Regions from separate parts of the Sus scrofa genome. Here region 2 is linked to region 1. The links are chromatin contacts, called in public promoter capture Hi-C maps. All regions are on one chromosome and are shown on one strand. Each heading gives the region's core, a stretch centred on a gene start, on an enhancer-like site or on the middle of the called end of the contact. The rest is flanking DNA. Distances are from core to core; before and after follow the strand shown. Region 1 holds the start of DYNC1I2 (dynein cytoplasmic 1 intermediate chain 2). Region 2 holds the start of DLX2 (homeobox protein DLX-2).

Region 1 (5,827 bases), core at 2,312-4,811:
TTGCTCAGTGGGTTAAGGATCCGGCGTTGCCGTGAGCTGTGGTGTAGGTTGCAGACACGGCTCGGATCCCGAGTTGCTGTGGCCCTGGCGTAGGCCAGTGGCTACAGTTCCGATTCAACCCCTAGCCTGGGAACCTCCATATGCCGCGGCGGGAGCGGCCCAAGAAATAGCAAAAAGACAAAAAAAAAAAGACTTACTATAAACATTAAGATATACAGGGATGCCCTTGTGGTCTAGTGGTTGGGACTCAGAGCTTTTACCACTGTGGTCCAGGGTTCAGTCCCTGGTCTGGGAGCTGAGATCCCATATCCAGCCACTGGATGCAATTCCCCCCCCGCCCCAAATGTGTACAAATTGAATATAATCACAACCAAAATCCCAATGGCCTTTTTTGCAAGAATAAAAATATCCTTCCTAAAATTCACATGGAATTATTAAAATTAAGAAAACGAAAAAACAACCCTCCCCCACAAAGTTGGAGGTCTCACACGTCTTGATTTCAAAACTTACTACAAAGTCACAGTTATCAAACCATTTCCGTGATTCTTAAAGTTCTCTTTTATGTCTTCCGCAGTTAGTCGCTCTCTCCATCCCAACCCTAGGCAATCCCTGATCTGCCTTTGTTATTGTCTTGGATTCTGCCTTATCTAAGATTTCATTGAAATGCAATCAGTATATAGTCATTTATGTCTGGTTTCTTTCACTTAGCATGCTATTTTCAGGATTCATTCTTGCCATTGCATATATGAATAGTTCATTCCTCTCCGTTGCTGAATAATATTCTCTAGTATTGATATATTACAATTTTATCCATTTTCCAGTTGATGGGCATTAGGGTTATTTCCAGGATTGATTTTTGTGTGTGTGTGTGTTTGTTTTTTGTTTTTGTTTTTGTTTTTTCAGTTACATTCAACTTTGTCAAGTTCTGGATTTCTCTTTATCCTATTTGCAACTAATTGGAATTCTTGAATTTGTGGATTGGTGATTTTCACCAGTTGTGGTAAAAATGTTTGTAATTGCTTTGTTTGTAATTGCTTCTGCTCTACTCTCTCTTCCCTTCCTTTCTAGAAGTTTGTGAGGTGCTTGTTAGACCTACTCCTATTCCCCATGTTTCTAAATCTTTCTTACATATTGTTTTTTTGTTTTTGTTTTTGTTTCTCCATAGTGCATTCTGGGTAGTTTCTTTAGTACTATCTTCCAATTAAACACAAATTTTCTCTTCTTGACCTGCCCCTGATATTTCTAGGACCCTGGGAAAGAGTATAAATGAAAGCTATATACTATATAAATATATTTAAAAGTTAAAAATCAAGCTAATAAAGAATTAAATAGAATATATGTATTCCATCCTCCAATCTTGACAAAGACTGGGTTTGAATTTAAAATTCTTAGATACCTGGAGCTCTGCCCTACATTGTAGTGACAGAGAAAGAGCTGACTCCTAAATGCCAGCCCCAAACTCGTGTCTTTCTCCTCAGCGCCACACCACACTGCAAAGGACATCAAGTGTACACATTTATTTATTTATTTTAAAATCTTTTTTGGCCGTTACATGGCATATGGAGTTCCTGGGCCAGGAATCATATCTGAATCACAGTTACAACCTACGGAAACACGGGATCCTTAACCCACTGTGCCAGGCCAGGGTTGCAACCTTCGTCCCAGCACTCCGGAGATGCAGCAGGTCTCGTTGCACCATAGTGTGAACTCCCAAGTGCACATATTTAGACACCAAACTTACTAATCCATATAGTACCTGCACATAGTGGGTAATCAATAGCAATTTTTTAAATTGGTAAATGGAGTCTCAATATTAGGAAAAAATAAAAAATTAAAAGGTAATACAGTAATAAAGCTCTTTGAAAGTTTAGGTTATGGGGGAAAATCTTGGAATGTGAAGGATATTCTTTCTCAGATTTATTTCTGAGAAATTTATCTTGTATATAGGCAGGGCATGACAAGGTAAAGACTAGACAAAGGCCCAAGTATTCAGATTTTGAATCCTAAGGATTACCGCTAGATTTGGGCAATGTCCTTCTAGAATATGATAAAAACATTAGTTTGGTATAAGCTTTAATTCTTGCCAGATAATGTTTTAAATTAAGTAATTTTTAAAAATTGATTCAATCCACATATTTCCAGTAAATTCATATTCTTATAACTTTTGCTTTCTTTGTGTATTAAAAAATCTAAAAAGACAAAAAAAAATCTAAAATGGTGGGAACATTCTTGCTTGGTTTAGATTTCAATAGTATGAAACGTTTTCTTTTCAAAAATTGTTTGAGAGAAAACCCAAATGCTACCTACCACATTGCAACAAAACACTGAGAAATTATTATTTGCTATACTGATTAACATATTCTTACTGATTCATTGATTGTAACAATAATCATTTTATTTGCAAGCTCAAATAAATATTCCATGTGTACAGGCTGAAATTTAAGAGGAAATACAGGAATCAGAGGCTTTATTGATAATTTTCATAACAGTAACACTCCCAATGAGCAAATTTACAACCACAAACACTAGTAAAAACTGAGTAAGGATTTATAAATCTTTTTCTTTTTTTTTTTTTTTTTAGGGCCACACCTGTGGCATATGTAAGTTCCTAGGCTAGGAGTTGAATCCAAGCTGCAGCTGCCAGCCTACACAACAGCCACAGCAATGCCAGATCAGAGAGGCATATGCAACCTATGCAGCACTTTGCAGCAACATCAGATCCTTAACCTACTGAGTGTGACCAGGAATTGAACCTGCATGCTCATGAATACTAGTTGGGTTCTTAACCTGCTGAGCCACAACAGAAACTCCGACAAATCTTTTTCTAATTAAACACAATTTCTCACATTTTTTGACAGAATTATGTTACACTACACTTTCAAAATTAATATTTTATATTTTGCTTAAGATGACACATGAAACCTCTATACCGTGGTTGGTTGGTTTGCTTTTGTTTTTTTGTTTCTAATACTGATAATACATACTGTAAAAAGTGTTCTTCAGATGTGCAGTGTAATACATAGGTTCACCACTGGAAAATAACATTTTTTAAAATTAGCAATGTAGAGTCAAAGATCCTAAGATATAACACATACAACATTGGGAGAACTGACCAACAGATGAGACTACAATAAAGAGAAGTGTGATAAGTTTCTTTTGGGAAACTTGAAGGCCTGTACATGGGCAAGCCAAAGACTAAGAAATACTACATGTCCCAGCACACTTTGCGACTACCATTGGCCACAACTCCCAGAGTGCATTGCTTGCCTCACGCAGGTTTCTCTTGAAGCTGGGGCTTGTAGTTCTCCCAGATAGTTTCAATCTGTGCGGCAAGGGCGGCGTTTGCTTACCCAGCCCCAGGCAATTAGGCTTAGTCTTTCCGTTTTCGGCAAAGCGGAAACACTTCGCGCCCCTGGGTGGATTCTTTGTCTCATCTCTTGGCTTCATCTTCACACAGGTAAGTCGCAGAGGGGCTGCAATTCCCCACAGCAGAGCCCCTCACTTCCTTTTTGGAGCGACCTCGTTGTGGTGAAGCCATTTGTCCCTACTCTCTTGCCGTAGCAGCCGCCGCCCATCCCTCTTTGTGTGCTTGGGCAAGCCGTGGAGCTAGTGGCGGCGACTGTTGGCGTTGAAGGCAAAGGAGAGGGGACGTTACGGGGAAGTTGCTGACAGGCGGTCTCTTCCACACCCCGCCATCTGACAGGTGGGTTGACTGCCCTTCGCTCTGGGCCCTTCTGTCTCCTGTGTCTCACGTTAGGACTCTAGGGGCGGCTTGGCAGTATCTGCTGACAGCGCCGCCCGGTCTGGTTCCCGGAGGGAGAGGCGGGAAGAGCCAGGTGCGGTGACTCAGGAAGGCCGGGGAAAACGACTGCATCCCTTCCCTTCTGGACCCTACGGAGGTGCCCCGAGGAGCCTCGAGGCGTGTCGAGGCCCCCTCCCCCGGACGCCCTGTTCTGGACCGCGCCCTCTTAGCCGTGACCCCAGGGGAGAAGTGACTTCTTTTCCCCTTGCTCCATTTTATAAAGAAAAGTCATTACTACTTGCGTTGACAGCGTTTTCCCTCACCCAGTCTGTGCTGCCAAGTACCCGAATGCGGAGGTTGTAGCACAAAATTCCAGAGACTATTTCTTCCTTGGAGTTTTAAGAAAGTGAACATGTCAGTCTTGAGGCTCCGGCCTCTGTGAGATAGAGCGGGGCCTGTCAGCTGTATGCAGTTATTCCGTCACTTTGTTGTTGGGCTTTGACTAAAAACATACATACTTTATTTTACAGTTATTGATGGTAATTTGGGGGTTTTGCTTGTCCTTAATATTAGTTTTACACGGTAGTTTTAGAATTCATAGGAATTTTGTCTCACCGCCTGTTTTATTCAGTTTCTAGGAATGAATGCAAAACTTTGGTAATAGATTTGATCCGTGTTTTGTAGCCTAGGAGCTTTTAATGCCAACCCCTTATCATTTGTTTTAAGAGCCAGAGACATTGTGTTACGTTTGGGCATGTGAACATTAAAGGTGCTAGCTACCGTGGTCAACTCTGAATATTTATTTCTTATATACATTTGTTTATAGTGTTTTTCCGGTGTTAGTAATATATATGCTTCCATTATTTTAAAAGTAGAGTTTCTGTGTTCTCTTTAGACAGAATTGAACTATATGGTCTCTTGAGACAGTTCTTAAAGACTAATTTTTTAAAAAAGTGCTGCTTTTGCCAGTGGAATGATGATTGTAAATAATTATATGCTTCTTAAGGTCTCAAACATGTCTGACAAAAGTGAATTAAAGGCAGAGTTGGAACGTAAGAAGCAGCGATTGGCCCAAATCAGAGAGGAAAAGAAGAGGAAAGAAGAAGAAAGGAAGAAAAAGGAAGTATGTTTGACTTTTTAAAAATATACATAAAATAATTGGATTTTAAGTACTTATACCTCTAGATAATACTTTGAGTACAGATAAAAATCCCAGCAGTTGTGACTGTAAATATAGCACTCTAGGTGAAAAGTTCAAAGTACATATTTAGTCTTCTAGGAGTATGTTTACTATATAGAGCAAGAAGCATCTGCCTTGTTAGAGCTTATAAAACTTGGCTATGTGAAATTTCCCTCAGCTCAGTGGACCCCACTAGTATCCATGAGGATGTGGGTTTAGTTTCTGGCCTTGCTCAGTGGGTTAAGGATCCAACATTGCCATGAGCTGTGGTGTAGGTGGCAGACATAGCTTGGATCTGGCATTACTGTGGCTGTGGTGTAGGTTGGCAGCTGCAGCTCCAGTTAGACCCCTGGCCGGGGAACTTCCATATGCTGCAGATGTGGCCCTAAAAAAAAAAAAAAAAAAAAAAAAAAAGAATAAAAGTCATATGTATCATAACTTAGTTTGGAATTCAAACTTATCTGAATATTTTACTAGTCTGAACTGCTGGTAATTTCTTAGAATAGATAATGGCAAAGAGAAATATGCATTATTAATTAGGGGATTGTTTAATTGGTATTATTATCATGAGTTAGTCACTGAAATATCTTTATGGGTATCCATGCAAATATCTGCATGGGTGGTGGGTCTGATACTATCATAAAGGTGAACTAGGTACTTATGTCTTCTGATCTGGGGCATCATTTCATCATGTGTGGCAAAAGTACGTTGACCCTGAGTTGGAGATATTTTACTTGATCCTATATTGAAATGTACATTTGTCCCTTTGGAAATTGTTTAGACATACTTGTATATTTTTTTTTATCACTGTTTTAAATAGGCACTGTTAAGATAGTTTGTCCTAAGTGTGACATTAGTCTCAGGTTTTTTCTATGTGGTAGCCTAAACAGTAGCCAGGACTTCTA
Region 2 (5,899 bases), core at 1,234-3,733, 400 kb after region 1:
CAGGGTCTGGGGTCGGCCTGCCCGGGCTGCCACCGCCGGCATCATCAGGCCAGCCGGAGGGACCCTCTGGCTCTGGGGGCGAGCTTTGAGAATAACTGGTCTCTGCTCTCTCAGTCTCTGGCGCGGTCTCTGGGGGTTAGAAAATCGTCCCCGCGCTCACGGGGGCGCCCCCGCCGCCGTGGTGATGGTGGTGGTGGTGATGCGGCTGCGGGGTCTGCGTCGGGTGCAGCAGCGGCGCCGCGGCCTGCAGGTGCGTGGCGGAGCTCGAGGCCTGGTGGTACCACGGGTAGTTGCCCAGGAAAGCCGAGGCCGCGCTGCTCGGGCTGGAGCCGGAGCTACCCGCGCCGCTGCCACCGCTGCCCGGGCCGCCGCCGCCTCCCATCCGCTGCGGCGCACCGAAGTCCCAGGAGGCGGGTGCCGAGGCCGGTGGCGAAGCACAAGGTGGCGAGGCGCTGGCCCCCGGGTGCTGCTCCGAAGGGATCTCACCGCTCTTCCACATCTTCTTGAACTTGGATCGGCGATTCTGGAACCAGATTTTGACCTTTGTGGAAAAGGGACCTGAGCATTAGTGGGAGAACTTCGGCCTAGGGCAGGGGTGGGGAGAAGGCGTAGGAAGACGGCCGGTGAGAGGGGCCACCGTAGGCAGGTAAGCCGATCACGTGCCGTCGTCTCGGAGGCTCTGTTGGTTCCTACTCCAAAAAAACAAAACAAAACAAAACAACCCGAGACGGCTGATGTGTGTGCCCTGAGGGGGTGGTGACAGCGGGAGAGGGTCAGTAGAGCCAATTGTTTTACCCGCTTAATCAGTAGTGCGCTGGAAGACAGCTTGGTGCGAGATTTCTGCCCACCCTCGTTCTTTCCTTTTCTCACACGAAGTGGCCCCCTGGGGGATTTCAGCTTCCGGTGTAGAAGTTTAGGCCGCCCAAGGCACGCACGGCCTCGAAATCCTTAAAATCACTTCTAAAAATATTTTAAAGACACAGTCTTGAACCCGCCTGCTTCTCGGCCATCCCCGGCCAGCGCCCTCCTCGTGCCTCCCAGGCCGCGAGCCCTCACCTGAGTCTGGGTGAGGCCCAGAGACGCCGCCAGCTCGGCTCGCTCGGGCAGTGCCAGGTATTGAGTCTTTTGGAAACGCCGCTGAAGAGCTGCCAGCTGGAAACTGGAGTAGATGGTTCGAGGTTTCCGGACTTTCTTTGGCTTCCCGTTTACTATCCGGATTTCAGGCTCGAGGTCCTCTTTCTCTGCAGTGAAGCGGAATCATGAGAACCGCGCGATCAGGGGAGCCCAGGAGTTCCCGCCCGCCAGGAGGGGAGCGTGGAACCTGGCCTAAGCTGGGAGGCGGGTTCTTGGGGACGCTCTGCGGCGCTCAGGCACAACTTCGCCATGGGCGGACCCATGCCGCCACCAAACCAGGGAGCTAGCTCCTCCAGGGAAGGGAGGACGGGAGCAAAAGCGGGAGAAAAGAGCAGCAGGTGGTAAGGAAATGAGGTTACCGAGGCATGCACAGTGCACCCATTCGGCCGCCGAGGCGACCTGGTCCCACAAACTGAGTACCGAGGGACATACCCAGTGATCCTCGGCCGACTGGAAGTTGAGGAGGTAAAGGGCGAGGGGCGAGCGGGGAGCCGGCAGAGTGAAAGGCGAGGGCTCCGGATGGACCCCTGCCCCAATCATTTTTATCCCACCCATCCCAGTAACCAGACCGACTTTGCACCCTAGATGTCAACCACGCATACCAGGTTCGTTGTTGGCCGGGGACGAACTGGTCCCGTAGGGCGCGTAGGAGGTGTAGGCGGCGGTGTAGCCCAGGTCGTAGCCACTCTTGGCTGAATAAGGGACGTTGTTGAGGCCGCTGGCGTGGTACTGGTAGGAACCCATGTGCGCGTAGGGTGAGCCCCCACCGCCGCCTCCGCCGCCCGCTGGGTGTTGCTGGTTGGTGTAATAGCTGCTGTCGGTAGCTGTGGACACCGGGAGGGTGGGCGACTCCTGGGGCTTGTGGAGGCTGCTGCCGTTGCTGCCGCCGGGGCCAGCGCCGCCGCCGCTCGGGGGCTGCTGGTGCTGGTGGTACGTGCTGGAGGCCGTGATCTGGGTCGAGTGCATATCAGCCACCAGACTGTCAAAGACTCCAGTCATCCTGGCCCGGGACGGGAAAGAGCCGGGGTGGCGGGCGCGAGGGGGGTAGTGAGGCGCCTCCTCCGTCTCTCGCAGTCCCCTCCAGCAGCCAATGTAATTACAGTGGGGGAGGGGGGAGGAAAACAAGAAATGTAGCAATGGTCTAGGCAACTCCTCCTCCGGGGGAGGCGATCACCGTGCACTGCTCTGGACAGCTGCCGCGGGCCGCATCCTCTCTCCGCCTCTCGGGCCGCTCGGTCCTTTGCCCCGCGCGGGCTCGGGCAGGGGGCGGGCAGTGGAGGGGGCAGGGGTGGCGGGGCCTGGCCAGGGCTCCGGGAGGTGGGAGCAGGTGAGCTGCCGGGAGCTGCTTTACGATTGTCTGCGGGGCGGGCTCCTGCAGGGTGGGCATTTAACACTCGTCACGTGAGCTCAGGCGACGTCACCTAGCAACAGCCAATCGAAAGCGCCGGGCCGCGAATCTAAGGGCGCCCAGGAACACCCGACGGGGGGGGGGCAGTGTCACTGTGCGGGCGCTGCTGCTGCCTTGGTCTTGGGTGCAGACTGGCGGCTGCTGAATATGACTTACTGGGCGAGGAGTGGAGTGGGGGCGGTGGGGAGTCAGGGTGGCCAGCTTCAGGAGGTCATAAGGCGTGAAGATGGAGACCGGCATTTCGCCTCAGAGGAAGAGGAAATTGGGGTCTCCCATTCCATTCTGCGTACAAGTGCCAACCAATTCCAGTGATTCGTACCTTCATGTCCGAGGTCAGCTTTCCAACATTAATTAAAGGAAAGCAGTGTCGAAAGCCCAGCCAGCTCTAGCTCCGCTTTTCCTCAAAGGGTCTGGTGTTTACTATTTTCAGCCACTCTGCACTCCAGCCAATTGATTTGATTTAAATTATCCATAAACTACGGATAATACCTGCTTCCTAACCGACCCACAGAGATATTAGGACAATTAATTCGATACTATTTAAACTATTTTCCTTGTCGTTTGAGAGAAAAGCTATATAAATTCAAAGGTTGCTCTTATTATTAAGGTTATTGCTAATGATATATTTGAAACCGTTTTCCCTTGTACTTTTCTGACATGCAGAGACTCAGAGTAATTACGTGTATCTGGTGGCTAATTGACAACTGATAAAACGATCCTGAGGATTTCCTCTATAGGAAAGCTAGACTAAACTGACCAGATGGCCTTCAAAGTACATTCTAACTTTATAATTCCACGTTTTTACGAAAAAGGAAATGGGATAATTTTTCAGTGAGAGAGTCATCTCGATGCTACAAAACTTGGTACGTTTACAGAAACAAATAGAAAAGTTTTATCTCTCGCACTTAACCCTGTTTTTACAATTTTTTCACTTTAGGACCATGTTTTGCCCTATCATCGCAATTTCCTCTTTTAAGTCTCAAGTGTCGACCTCCTCTCTATCTCTATTACCTGGTGATTGGGAATCATGGCCCAGAGTGGAAGAACTCTCGACTTTACTGAACTCCGCAGTTCCTGCCTTGTGGCGCCACCTGGTGGAGGTGTTTGTGGTTGCGGCGGGACCAGTAGACGGTTTAATCACGCCTAGGCGCCAGTCTTTGAAACACCCCAAAAGAACAAAATAGTAATTAAAAGCCACAAAATTGTGCTAGTGCGCACCATCTGAAGCACCCCTTTCTAAAGACATAACATTTTGCTGAAAGAACTTGTTACAACAACTGCCTAATGGAAAACAAGTTGATACTTTGAAAAATATCATCTTTGGTTTTCTTCCCCAGAAAAAGCAAGTGTGTAATTAAAACTCCAGCATCCACACAGAACACTCTCTGCAGAATAGTGAGGTGGTAATCCACCTTCAAATCTTCCAGATTTAGTTCTTAGTCTTCCTTTTGGTTTCAAAATGCCCCTGGATGAAGAGGGCTGAGCTAGATAGAAAGCTTTGGGAGATGGGGCTCACCGCCATGGGACATATAGCCTGCTGCTTTGTGGGCTCCAGTCACAAAGTTAACCTCTTGATATTTAATCAGGATTGCCTTTTGGTGTCTTGACACCAAATTCCAAGTTTTTCTGTCACCACAGTGGTAGCTGTTTTGACCTGAGTTTGAAACTTGTTTTCCCCGTGAAAGTGAAATATAAAAGATCTAATTTCTGTAGTCTTGCCTTCTCTCTTTCCTCTGTTCCTCTCTTCCCACCCCAGACATGTCTTCCAGATCTATTCATGGTGGCAAGTGTGTTGTTTTATTATCTATGACAACCTGCATTAATAGCCTAAAGTCCAGGTCAGCGGAGATCTGGAAAATAGCCCCTTCCTTGAAGGAACTATGACCCCAGGCCCCCATTAACTGGACAGCAAGGAACTGTGTGCATGTGGGAGAAAAGACCAGAGGCAATGAACAAAGAGAGAGAGAGGCAGAATTTACAACTGCACTTGAAGAATCAAGAAAAGACTTGAGACATTAATTCTGATAATCTGGACACAAATCTGGGTTTGCCTAAATTATCTGATCATTGCATCACACTATTCACATGACTTCTTCACTTTGGTCTAAAGTCAGGGAGACAGCAGTAGAGAATCTACACTCTTGTCTGCAGTTCAGAGCAGTTATGCTTCTCTCCACAGTGATCAGAGAGGGGTTTAGCGGGGCTCAGACAGCGTTTGGGGGAATGGAGATGGATCCCTGCAGCCAAAATTCCTGTTCGGCCTCAGGGCACTCTCCTTTTCTGCTCTGCTTTCGGGTTTTCTCTCTCTGCCTGGGCTGGCTTGCTTATTATTTGTTTATTTAACACTGAAGGGACCCGAAGGAGGATGGGAGAAGAGGGAGGGGCTCAGTGTCTCTGCTCTAATCATATATGATCTAACACTATCGCTGAGACCTTTCCACTTTGGATCCCATGCCCACCAGGTTGTCTGGAAGGCACTTTGGTCAAAGAGTCTCACCATCGCCTGCCTCCCTTGGGAACCTTGTGAGAACCCTTGCAGGCAAGGACGGAATTATTGTTCCCATTGTAAAGATGGACACTGAGGCTCCAGGGTAGAAATGACTTCCTTTGAGTTAGGTACCCTTCCTATCTCTGTTGATATAGTGCAAACCACAAGGTATTTACTGCAAGCCTTGGTTGAACAGCTGCCAGTCTCCTGCAGACAGCAAGCAAGTCTGGAGAACAGGTCTGCTGTGTCTTCCTTTCAGGCCCCTGCCATCCGGGAGACTTTCTTTGGCTCCACGGAGAGAGCCTGTGCTGGACTGTTGGAGCCCCCCACCTCACAGAAAGCCGCCTGGGGAGGGGGTACGGTGGGAGAGAAGATGCCCCCTGCCAGCAGGGAGCGTAGGCTGAGGGCCAGAGTGCCATTTGTGCACAGTGGGGACAGGCTCATTCTCACTCCCCTACCCTATTCAGGGTCACACACGCTGCTGCTAGACTGCCCCACTCTGCACTCTGTCGTCCAGGGTCCCAGGTACACAGGTTTCTGGGCCATGGGTCCGAGTGGCATTCTTTCGTGTTTTCGTCCCCTGCGCTTTTGAACTTTTGGGGGCTTGGTCCTAGAAATCACAGACGTTGGAGAGGGTAGGGGTTTGGTTTATGGGAGTCTCCCGTCTCCACCTTTCCAGGACCAGGCCAGCTGTGCTCTCATCCCTTCTTCACTGGCCATTGCATCTTCTTGGGTATAATCCAAGCCCAATCCTTTCACGTTGCTAGAGTCTTTTTTTTTTTTTTTTTTTTTTCCCACCTGTGGCATATGGAGGTTCCCAGGCTTGGGGTCCGATCAGAGCTGTAGCCGATGGCCTACACCACAGCCAC

Evidence for each region. Promoter capture Hi-C pulls out the DNA fragments that hold promoters and counts their contacts.
Region 2: a promoter capture Hi-C map of fetal skeletal muscle shows a contact between it and region 1, with 8 times the contacts expected there. The contact joins the promoter of DLX2 here to the promoter of DYNC1I2 in region 1. A contact is called at or near these places in 4 of 5 promoter capture datasets (fetal liver, fetal skeletal muscle and liver), 9 of 47 Hi-C or Micro-C datasets (embryonic fibroblasts, epiblast stem cells, fetal heart ventricle and 5 more) and 1 of 2 datasets of contacts at active chromatin or transcription factors (alveolar macrophages).

The regions. Positions count from the first base shown.
Region 1 is chr15:77,800,040-77,805,866 of Sscrofa11.1, forward strand. DYNC1I2 (dynein cytoplasmic 1 intermediate chain 2) reads left to right here and starts at 3,562. Exons shown (of 17, transcript NM_001243495.1): 1 at 3,562-3,703; 2 at 4,749-4,865. The coding sequence starts at 4,758.
Region 2 is chr15:78,201,781-78,207,679 of Sscrofa11.1, forward strand. It overlaps DLX2 (homeobox protein DLX-2), which reads right to left and starts at 2,484. Exons shown (of 3, transcript XM_003133477.4): 1 at 1,737-2,484; 2 at 1,057-1,241; 3 at 1-541. The coding sequence starts at 2,133. The coding sequence ends at 137.